2 separate regions of the Gossypium hirsutum genome follow, and region 2 is linked to region 1. Evidence: chromatin contacts called from public Hi-C data. All regions are on one chromosome and are shown on one strand. Each heading gives the region's core, a stretch centred on a gene start, on an enhancer-like site or on the middle of the called end of the contact. The rest is flanking DNA. Distances are from core to core; before and after follow the strand shown.

Evidence for each region. Hi-C and Micro-C count contacts between places; a contact is called where the count stands out from the background.
Region 2: a Hi-C map of hypocotyl shows a contact between it and region 1, with 5 times the contacts expected there. The contact joins the enhancer-like site here to the promoter of LOC107922273 in region 1. A contact is called at or near these places in 4 of 34 Hi-C or Micro-C datasets (callus, hypocotyl, leaf and 1 more).

Annotation. Positions count from the first base shown.
Region 1 is chrD04:38,249,733-38,254,919 of Gossypium_hirsutum_v2.1, reverse strand. LOC107922273 (polyadenylation and cleavage factor homolog 4) reads left to right here and starts at 3,206. Exons shown (of 7, transcript XM_016852219.2): 1 at 3,206-4,058. The coding sequence starts at 3,669.
Region 2 is chrD04:38,391,691-38,396,877 of Gossypium_hirsutum_v2.1, reverse strand. It overlaps LOC107922105 (serine/threonine-protein kinase CTR1), which reads left to right. Exons shown (of 16, transcript XM_016851950.2): 16 at 1,481-1,803. Among protein-coding and RNA genes, the nearest start is that of LOC107922105, 15 kb to the left of the region's middle. Within about 2 kb of position 2,072, at least 2 of the 9 cell types and tissues checked have an H3K27ac peak or open chromatin away from gene starts, as enhancers often do. A contact at or near this core is called in hypocotyl, where this site is marked.

The DNA of each region.
Region 1 (5,187 bases), core at 1,957-4,456:
TAGCAAAAGAGTTTTTGTAAGCTCATATAAGACCCGAAAATGATTTCATATCATACTGGAAAAGTGTTTTATACTAATTAGCATGTTGGAATGATTGAATTGTATTGGAATTTGTTGTAGTTGGCCCGGTGACGAATGTGGCATCCTGAAGCTTGGTTCCGGCGATCGGGTCGGGCAATGGGTGTTACAATACTGGTCTAGAGAAAGGCATTAGACGACTAACCTGAGAATCGACACAGACTAGTTGAATAACTTTTTTATTTTTTAAATATATTTAATTTTATGAATTTTTAATAATTTATTTAATAGAATTGGATGGATTGGTCGAACTAATCGTACCAGTCAAACTGATCGAATCAATCGAATTAATTGAACTGGTTGAACCAACAAACCGGTGGCATAATTATGGAAATTATAAATTAAAAGTCAAGGGTTTATAAATTAATTTTGTGGAAATTATATAAAATACATGAAGCTTCATCATTGTTTTCAATAATGGACTAAAGCAACCGATTAGACCAATTGGATTGAGATTCGATCTGGGTACCAGTCTGGAATAAGGGGACATATTGTTTGACTCATGAATCGGCCGAATTGATAGTCAAACCGATTTTATCTATTTTTATTTTTAATAATTTATTCAATCGAAACGATAGGATCAATTGAACCAGTGGATCTGAGAACCATTGGTCTGGTTGGTTCGCCTATCGGCCCAATTCTGAAAACCTTGAACTTCTTTGATGACATATTATAAGTAAAATTAATTATTTATTATTTGAGTTTTGAAGACAATGTGAAAAAAGAGAGAACAAAAAAAATTCTCATATTTTTTTAATCAATCTTGGATTTTGAAAATTCTAAATTTTAAAAAGAATTTTGAAATCCAAAAGTTAACTCTTATAAATTTGGACTTGGATTTGCTTTGGTTCAAACCAAACTTTTTATTTATTATCCAAATAAAGAATTTGATTTTTTAAATTAGAATCCAATTTTTTTTTACTTAAATCACGGAGAAACAAATTAAATCCAAACTATTATATCAATATGATAAGTAGTCATTAGATATTAAAAAATATTAAATAAAATTATTAGAAAAAAATACATTTTGTAAGGCTAAGGTAAATATTTTATATATCATATAATAATTAGTAAATGATACATTTTTATATCATATTAAGGTGCTAAGAGGCTCCACGTCTCAAGTACATAAGTTCAAGACTCTTCATACACAATTAAAATTTGTAAATTTTTGTGCCCTATTATGAACTATTATCATGTGTGTGTTTTAAATCAATTAATTAGTTTATAGTATGAATTATTCCATTTTTAGTCAATTTTTACTTTAATAATTTAATTCTACACCAACTGGATAGTCGGGAATGAATTTTATTATACTTTTACTTTATTAGTTCTAGCATTAGTTTTAAAATTTTTTTGACAAATTAATTATTCATATTAAATTTATTTTTACACTTAGTACAATATATAAAACAAATATAGGAATAAATTTCAAAATTATGCATAAACTATGGTTTAATGTGCAATTGCATATATGAACTTTGATTTTGTGTAATTTTATATATGAAATTTTGATTTGATCCAATTATTGTAAAGTATTAACACAATTATTGATATAACATCATTTTATGTTTATATATTGCATACATAAATAATTATATTGATCCAATATAAAAATAAATTAATGTATTTATTTCTTTAAATGTGTATAATTAAATCAAAATTAAAGTTTTAAGTATACATTTGAACCTAATTAAAGTTTTACATGCATAGTTACACCAAATTAAAATTTATATACAATTGTATGTTAAATAAAAATTTATATATAATTTTAAGTTTTATCCTAATAAATATACTATTGTGAGATCTAGGCCCTTTTACCCAAATAACCCAAAAAATATTATATTTACAAAAATAACCCAAGTTTAAAAACAATCACCAAAATAACCTAAAATAAACAGTACTCACTCTTTTTTTGCACCAATGACTGCCTAATCATTGTGTCAGACTTAAAAAAATTATTTTTTTGGGTTTTGGCCTGTCAATGATCGGAACCCATGTATTTTTTTTAAAATTGTATAATACTGATAGACGGATATACGAAAAAGAAAAAATTAAAAAAAAATTTTTGGGTGCTGACCTGTCAATGGCCGGCACCCAGTACACAGTACAAAATTTTTTTTATTTTTTTCGTGTCAGAATCAGATATAAAAATACGAAAAGAAATTAAAAAAATTTTTTTGGGTGCTGGCCTGTCAATGGCCGGCACCCAATACACAGTACTAAATTTTTTTTTTTATTTTTTTTGTGTCAGAATCAGATATAAAATTACGAATTTTTTTTTGGGTGCTGGCCTGTCAATGGCTGGCACCCAGTACACAGTACAAAAAAAATTTTTTTCTTTTATTTTTTTCGTGTCAGAATCAGATATAAAAATACGAAAAAAAATTAAAAAAAATTTTTTGGGTGCTGGCCTGTCAATGGTCGGCACCCTGTACACAATACAAAATTTTTTTATTTTTTTCGTGTCAGAATCAGATATAAAAATACGAAAAAAATAAAAAAAAAATTTTGGGTGCTGGCCTGTCAATGTCGGCACCCAGTACACAGTACAAAATTTTTTTTTCGTATTTTTATATCTGATTCTGACAAGAAAAAAAAATTGCACTCTGTACTGGGTGCCGGCCATTGACAAGCCAGCACCCAAAAAAATTTTTTTTTAATTTTTTTTCGTATTTTTATATCTGATTCTGACACGAAAAAAAAATAATTTTTTTTTTGTACTGTGTACTGGGTGCCGGCCATTGACAGGCCAGCACCCAAATTTTTTTTCTTTTTCGTATATCCGTATATCAGTATTATAAAATTTTTAAAAAAATACATGGGTTCCGGCCATTGACAGGCCAAAACCCAGCAAAATAATTTTTTTAAATCTGACACAATGATTAGGCAATCATTAGTGCAAAAAAAGAGTGAGTACTGTTTATTTTAAGTTATTTTAGTGATTATTTTTAAACTTAGGTTATTTTTGTAAATATAATATTTTTGGGTTATTTGGGTAAAAGTGCCTGAGATCTATTTACAAATAATTGTTGGGTCTGGGTTGATTTGTATTTATCCTTTACAGGGCCCAAAGATAAGCCGACCAAACAAGGCTATAAAATATAATATTTTCCGTTTCCCATTTCCCGTTTCAAATCTTAAACCCTCCCACTCACCTTCTGGACTGCCCTTTACATTATTGGACATCCACAGTCTCCATATTTACAATTAGCCTCTTTTAACCTTCCTCCTTCCTTAATCTCCACCCAGCCTCTGCCTCTTCTTTCAAATTCTTCTTTCTGAAAATATTTTCTCTGCCTTTTTTCTTTTTGATCGATATTCTTTGTTCCTTTACCTTTAGAAATTAGAAATAGAATTAGAATCGTTTCTTTCTTTTTTCTCTCTCTTTTTTTTGTATATGATAATCCATAGGGTTTTATTTTGTTCCCTTTCTTGTATAGGGTTTTGGATTTTTTAAAGTTTTTCGATTTAGGCTATTGTAACATTGTAATTTTCCCCCCTTTTGGTAAATTGATTTGCTAATTTGACTGTAAATGAGAATAATAGTGATTATCGATTTAGGAATTTAGGGTTTTCGATTTGCTTACATGGAGAATCCGCGTAGCTCATTTGATAGATCAAGAGAACCTGGTTTGAAAAAACCACGGTTAACTGAAGACCTCACTCCGAACCCTAATATCCGGCATTTTTCTCAACGAACGAACCCAGTTGGTCCCGCCTCTGGTTTGAGATTCCGGTCCAATGATTCCGACACCAATGATTTGACCCGTGGCGACGGTGGAGCTTACGAGCCACAACCAGTGTCACATCAGCAGCAACACCTCCAACAGCAAGAGTTAGTTAGCCAGTATAAGACGGCGTTAGCTGAGCTCACTTTTAACTCGAAACCAATTATTACTAACTTGACAATAATCGCTGGCGAGAATGTTCATGCCGCCAAGGCCGTTGCTGCTACTGTCTGCGCTAATATTCTTGAGGTGAACTCAGTTTTAGCTGTGCCTTATGCATTAAAGCTTTCTCTTTCTTTTTGAATTTGAATTGTACAGGAAAATGAATTGCAAGTTCTATACTGTGGAAAAAAAGAGGAAAAAGAATAATTTGGATTGTAAGTGTAAATTGGGATTAATGGATTCCTTTTAGTTTTGCTTTCATCAATAGGTTTGTTAAAATGTTTTGCACAGTTATTTCAAGTATAAAATCGGGTGATGAGAGTACAGTAATGTTGGTTAAGTGACAAATGCAGGAATGATATGTTGTGATGTGACTTCCTAGTCTATGCGGTTCCTGTCTAAGGCCATGTTGCCTGCAAATATCTTCTTTCATTGGATGTCTATGCTATTTTTTTCATGGATCTAATATGTTTCTGATCACCCCAGAATTTGTAAACAGCTGGCCAATGAATTATAGAGACTGTAAACATTACAGGCGTATGTTGAAATGGAATATAAAGAGAGTCCAAATATTATGAAACTTATATCTAATGAATTGTATTGGGTTAGGAATCTCATTAAGCTATTATATCCATTTGTCGGGGTTTTCTCACATCAATATCCTTACATGGCCACATCATTTCATTTTTCCTTCTCAAGTGAGTATAGTGCTTTCCTGCTTACATGTCATCATCTTTTGCTAGCAATTTTTGTTATTCTACTCAAATCACATTTTGTTTGGCAATATGAGTAAATAGAACTAGAAATGCTAACGTCATTTTGAATGCTTATGTTGAGCACCCTGTTGCTCCCAGCACTCATTGGTTTTCCATTAGCAAATCGTAAAATCTGCTTTCTAAGTCTACAAAGTATATAGTGGTGCCTCTGATGTTAATTGCTTGGATCTGAAAGAATGCTTTCTCTTTGATGGAGCCATTTATTAAGGCTGGAAGCTGGTAGAAAGTCATGAAAAACTGGGATAAGCTGAAATCATAAATAGATATGGTGAGGTCAGATTTTAGGGAAATGAAGTTAAACATCTAAGTTGATGAGGTAAAAGGCGGTCAACTCTGATAGAAGGAATGCATTCCAGAACTTTGTTTAACGATGAAAATCTTCATTTGTGAAACTTTTTACTTTTTTTTTTCTTTCATTATGAGGAGAATGAAAGCTTTTG
Region 2 (5,187 bases), core at 823-3,322, 140 kb before region 1:
TCTTCTGAGTGCGTCGCTTTCAAAATTACTAACATGACATGCTATACACTTTATGGTTCCTTTTGATAGTTGAATCTTGGTGGAATTCTCCTCGAGAAAGTTGTTTATGTTTTTTTTCATCTCTTTTCCTTGTGTCTTTGCTTGGTAGAGTGAAAAGAAAATTGAAAAGATGGAAATTTAAAGGAGTGGAAAAATAGAAAGATGGAAAATATATTTTTTCTTTCTATAGGTGTGCTCGGTAGGAAATATGAAAAAATGCAAAGGAAAAGTATTTTTTTTCCCTCCATTGCTTGGTAGAGTTGATTGAAAGTAAAGAAAATAAAACATTTAAAAAATGTATAATTTTGAACTAACTACACTTCTCTTCCATTTTCTGTCCTCTCATCAATTCAATTTGGAAGGATTGGTTTTTATGTATTATGATGGAAAATGATCACTCCTATTTTCTTTCATCTCACTTCTTTTCCCTACCAAGCACACTTCAAACTTATTTTCTTTCCACTTTTTCACTCTCTCCTCCCATCCTTCCACTTTTCCACCCAACCAAACACTCTTAGGCTTTGTTTGGTAGAGTGGAAAGAAAGATAGAAAACATAAATTTTCTTTCCATAGGTGTGCTTAGTAGGAAAGATGAAAAAATGGAAATTAAAGTAATTTTCTTTCCCCCATTGCTTGGTAGAGTTGAAACTTGAAAAGAAAATAAAAAGTTTGAAAAATGCATAATTTTGAACTAATATTCACTTCTCCCCATTTTCTCTTCTCTCATCATTTCAATTTGGAAGAATTGGTTTTTATGCATTATGATGAAAAATGATCACCCCTCCTATTTTCTTTCTTTTCACTTTTCTTCCCTACCAAGCATACTCTAAATTTATTTTCTTTCCACTTTTCCTCCCAACCAAGTACACCCTTAGGCTTTGTTTGGTAGAGTGGAAAGAAGGATAGAAAACATTATTGTTCTTTCCATAGGTGTGCTTGGTAGGAAAAATGGAAAGAAATTCCATTGTTTGGTAGAGTTGAAAAATGAAAGGAAAGAAAATAAAACATTTGAAAAAGGCATAATTTTCAACTATCATACCCCTCTTATTTTCTCTCCTCATTGGAATCATTAGTTTTTATGCATTAGGATGGAAAATGATCATCTCTTCTATTTCTTTCCTCTCATTTTTCATTCCTACCAAGTACATTCAAAATTTATTTTCTTTTCACTTTTCCATTTTCTCCTCCCATCCTTCCACTTTTCCACCCAACCAAACACACTTTTAAAGTTCTTTTGCAATCTGAAAAGCTAGAGGGTATGCATTTGGTCATACATCTGTCATGTTTGTTTTTATGTTGCTCATCAACCTGTGTGAAAATGCAAATGGACATGCATCTGCTGGTTGCAGATATGCATGTTCTCTTTCATTTTTTGTTAGAATTATTGTCTTAACTCCATTGTTTCGTTAACTGATACATGCATTCGGTTGATTCTTTGCAGGACAGTGTTGTAAATGTCTTTTTCTTTTTCCTCATATAGCCAATTGGGACCTCTGATTTTTAACATGGACTTAAAGTCGAAAGGGTTGTTGTCAATTCTGTATTTGGCAAAAGATGATTCAATTTTCAGGTGCAATTACGGGAAAAAGTTGTATTATATCTTCTTGTCTCGTAATTTTGTAAGTAAAGATTGTAACTGAAATTAGTTGAATGAGAAGCAGCATAACTGAGAACTTGAGGCTTGACAAAGGGGGAGTTTATGGGGTAGCATATGCCCACTTTTTGAGAGAATTATGTAACTACCATAACTGTTTGATTTTTTTTTTTTTGGTGTTTCCTTTGAAGTTGCAATTGTAGAAACTCTTAAATCATATGGTTAGGACTTAGGAGTATACTCATTCATAAGCTTATTTAAACTCACACACATACAGGAACATATAGTATACTCATTTATAAGCCTATTTACATACATAATCAATTTTAAAATTAAATTCATTAGGCTATAATTATTTTTTACCTTATTGGTAAGCTCCAATTCATGATTTTCACCATGAAAAAGTTAAAAGTGCAATACTAGTATGTACTACCATTGTATTTGTTCCGGTGGCAGGATCCAAAACGTAGCAAAGTTCGTATGAGCAAGATATGGATTCATAATTCACCCTCATATTCACGTGTAATAACAAATTCGTATATACGTTAACAAATTCAATTTTAAATTTTAATTCAAATTTATTTTGATTTTTAGTGATAAGGTCTATATTAGTAAGTCAACTTTGAAAAGTTAACGTAGTGCTAGTATGCACGACCACTCATTCACCACTAATAATACTATCAAATGAAAAATCAAATTCCTAAATAATAACTTTAATTATATCATGTTCGAATTTTAAAATAATAACATTATCGAATGTTTTCTCAAAATTATCTGTGGAGCACAAATTTTATCTGATATATTCAAACATAATAAAGTTATCTTATGTTCACAACGTCTATCTGAATCATTAGTATGGTTTTCATGTTTAGTGTAAAGTAAAAATTTGTAGGTTAAAATATGGTTTAAATCATTATACACTTTATACATTTGAAATTTAATCTCTTTAATTTATTTTTTAGAATTTAGTTCCTCTATTTTTTAAAATTAAAAATTCAAGTTTAGTTGTTATTGTAATTAAAATTCTTCAATTAAATTTAGGGTTCGTTTGTTTACATTAAAATATTTTACGAAAAATATTTTCTGCATTTTCTTATGTTTATTTCACAGAAAACTACTTGATTAATGAAAAATGACTTACAGGTCAATGTAAAGTAAGCCATTTTTCCTGTAAAATGATTTATCCTTTTAAAAAGAGTCATTTTCTGGAAAAGATCTCATCTATAGATGATTTTATTTTTATATAAAAATAAATTTAAATCAAGCTTAATATTATTATATTGATAATAAATTTTATTTTTATTTTTAAAATATTTAAAAATATTAAAATATTATATTTTTCAATATTATTAAAATACATATTTAATTATTTATATTTAGTCATATAATAAATTATTTAACATTTCAATTTTATTTTAATAATAAATTTTAAAAACAATAATTTTAAAATTTTAAATAATATTATTCACATATTATTGAAAATATTCAATATTAATATTTTAATAATAAATATTTATTACAATTATAAATATATTAATAATAAATATTTTGTAGTATAAAGGTTAAAATATTGCATAAGTCTATGTACACTTCACAGATTTGCAGTTTAGTCTTTGTAATTTTATTTTCAAGAATTTAGTCCATTTACTTTTCAAATTTAAAAATCAAGTCCAATTGTTGACATCGTTAAATTTTTTGTCAATTTTGTTGATGTCACATTTTTAAATAAAAAATACTCACTTGGTAGTCATGTAATTGTAATGAACATGAATTTAACATAATATTTTTAATATATGAAAAAACAATGTAAAAAATAAAATTACAGATAAAAATAAATTCAATTAAACAATGAAAAAATAAGAAAATATCAAATGTATGTTTGTTTCATTGAAAACAACTTTTATGAAATATTTTTAAGAAATCTACTAAATAATAAAAAATATTTTACACAGATTCATCCAAACACCAGAAAATATTAGCTTTTCCAGAAAAGTAAATCATTTTCCAGAATCATTTTTTGAAAGTCATTTTTAGTGAAACAAACGGAACCTTAATAGTATGATATTTTAAAATTAAAAAAAATCACTTAGTAGTGCTGTAATAAAAAAATTATGTTGAAAATGTTTATGTGAATTTTTTTCTTAAAAACACGCGTTCGAACTCATCATGATGGGATAAAATTTTTGTTGGAATAGTGTTCTTAAAAAAATGGTTATAGCATTGTAATTAAAATAGTTAATATTTTTAAACTAATTCATGACATCATAAAAGTAAGATGACTAAATTATGTCAAAAATTAAAGTATATGAATTTAATCCAAGTTTTAGCATAAAATTAAAATTTAAACATTGTCTTATAATGTCAATAAAAAAAAAGTAAGGCAAACCCAAAAGATGTGTTTTGTCACTCATACCATTAAATATTCAAATTATATACAATCATATAACCTTTTAATCGAAAATTTAACTATATTAACTATTTAAACTAACTAATAACACATGAAAATATTAGGAGGAGTTGTATTAAAAATTAAAATATAATTATTAAATATAAACTATTTTTATAAAATGTAAAAAAATAAAATAGCCTGGGTGAATACCCACGTGTCAATAGGAGGGAGGTCATTTGGACCTTCATTTTATATATAGTTATATAGATAAAAGACGCATCCAAATAAATTTTACAAATACATTTTCAATTTATTTTTTTTGGAAAATTTCAATTTATTTTAGACATGCATATCATATATATAATATAATATACAAGCGACAAGTGGCATACTATGTTTTTTTTATGTAATTTATATTTTTTAAAAGATAATTTTTTTGGTTTTTATTATCTATTAAATTATAAAATTTTATATTTAACATAATTAAATAATTAGATAAGTAAGAATTTTAAAAATAATTTATTTATATATATATTTGTATAAATTAAAATATATTATATTATGAAAAAATTTTAATATAATGTGCAAATAAATTAATAAAATTATTTATACTAAATAAAGAAAATGAATATTTATACCAATAATACCACCAACCTATATGCAGTTCGATTTCTCTATAAAATTTTACTAATATAGTATTTATGAACCAAAATTTAATATAGTTATAAAATAATAAGATTCACAACATATTCACTAAAATTTTAGTATATTATATTTATAATATGTTTAAAATATTTATTATTATACCAAATAGACGTATAATATTAAAATATATGGATATATAATATTATCACAAAATAATATTTTAGTATATTAAACATATATTAATAATTTAATAGGGTATATGTTTAAATATTATAATAATATCTCAAATATAATCATAATAGATGCACGGGTTAAATATTATGGACAACTTTTTATAATATAAACATATATTTAAATAAAAAATTAATAAATATTATTAAATATCCAATTAAATTATTTAAATAGTTAATAATATGTTATGCTATAAATATTAAAATATATTAATATAATTTATACTAAAAATATGATTAATATGAAATTTTAATTTCTTTTTAGGATAATACAAAAAATTAATATTAAT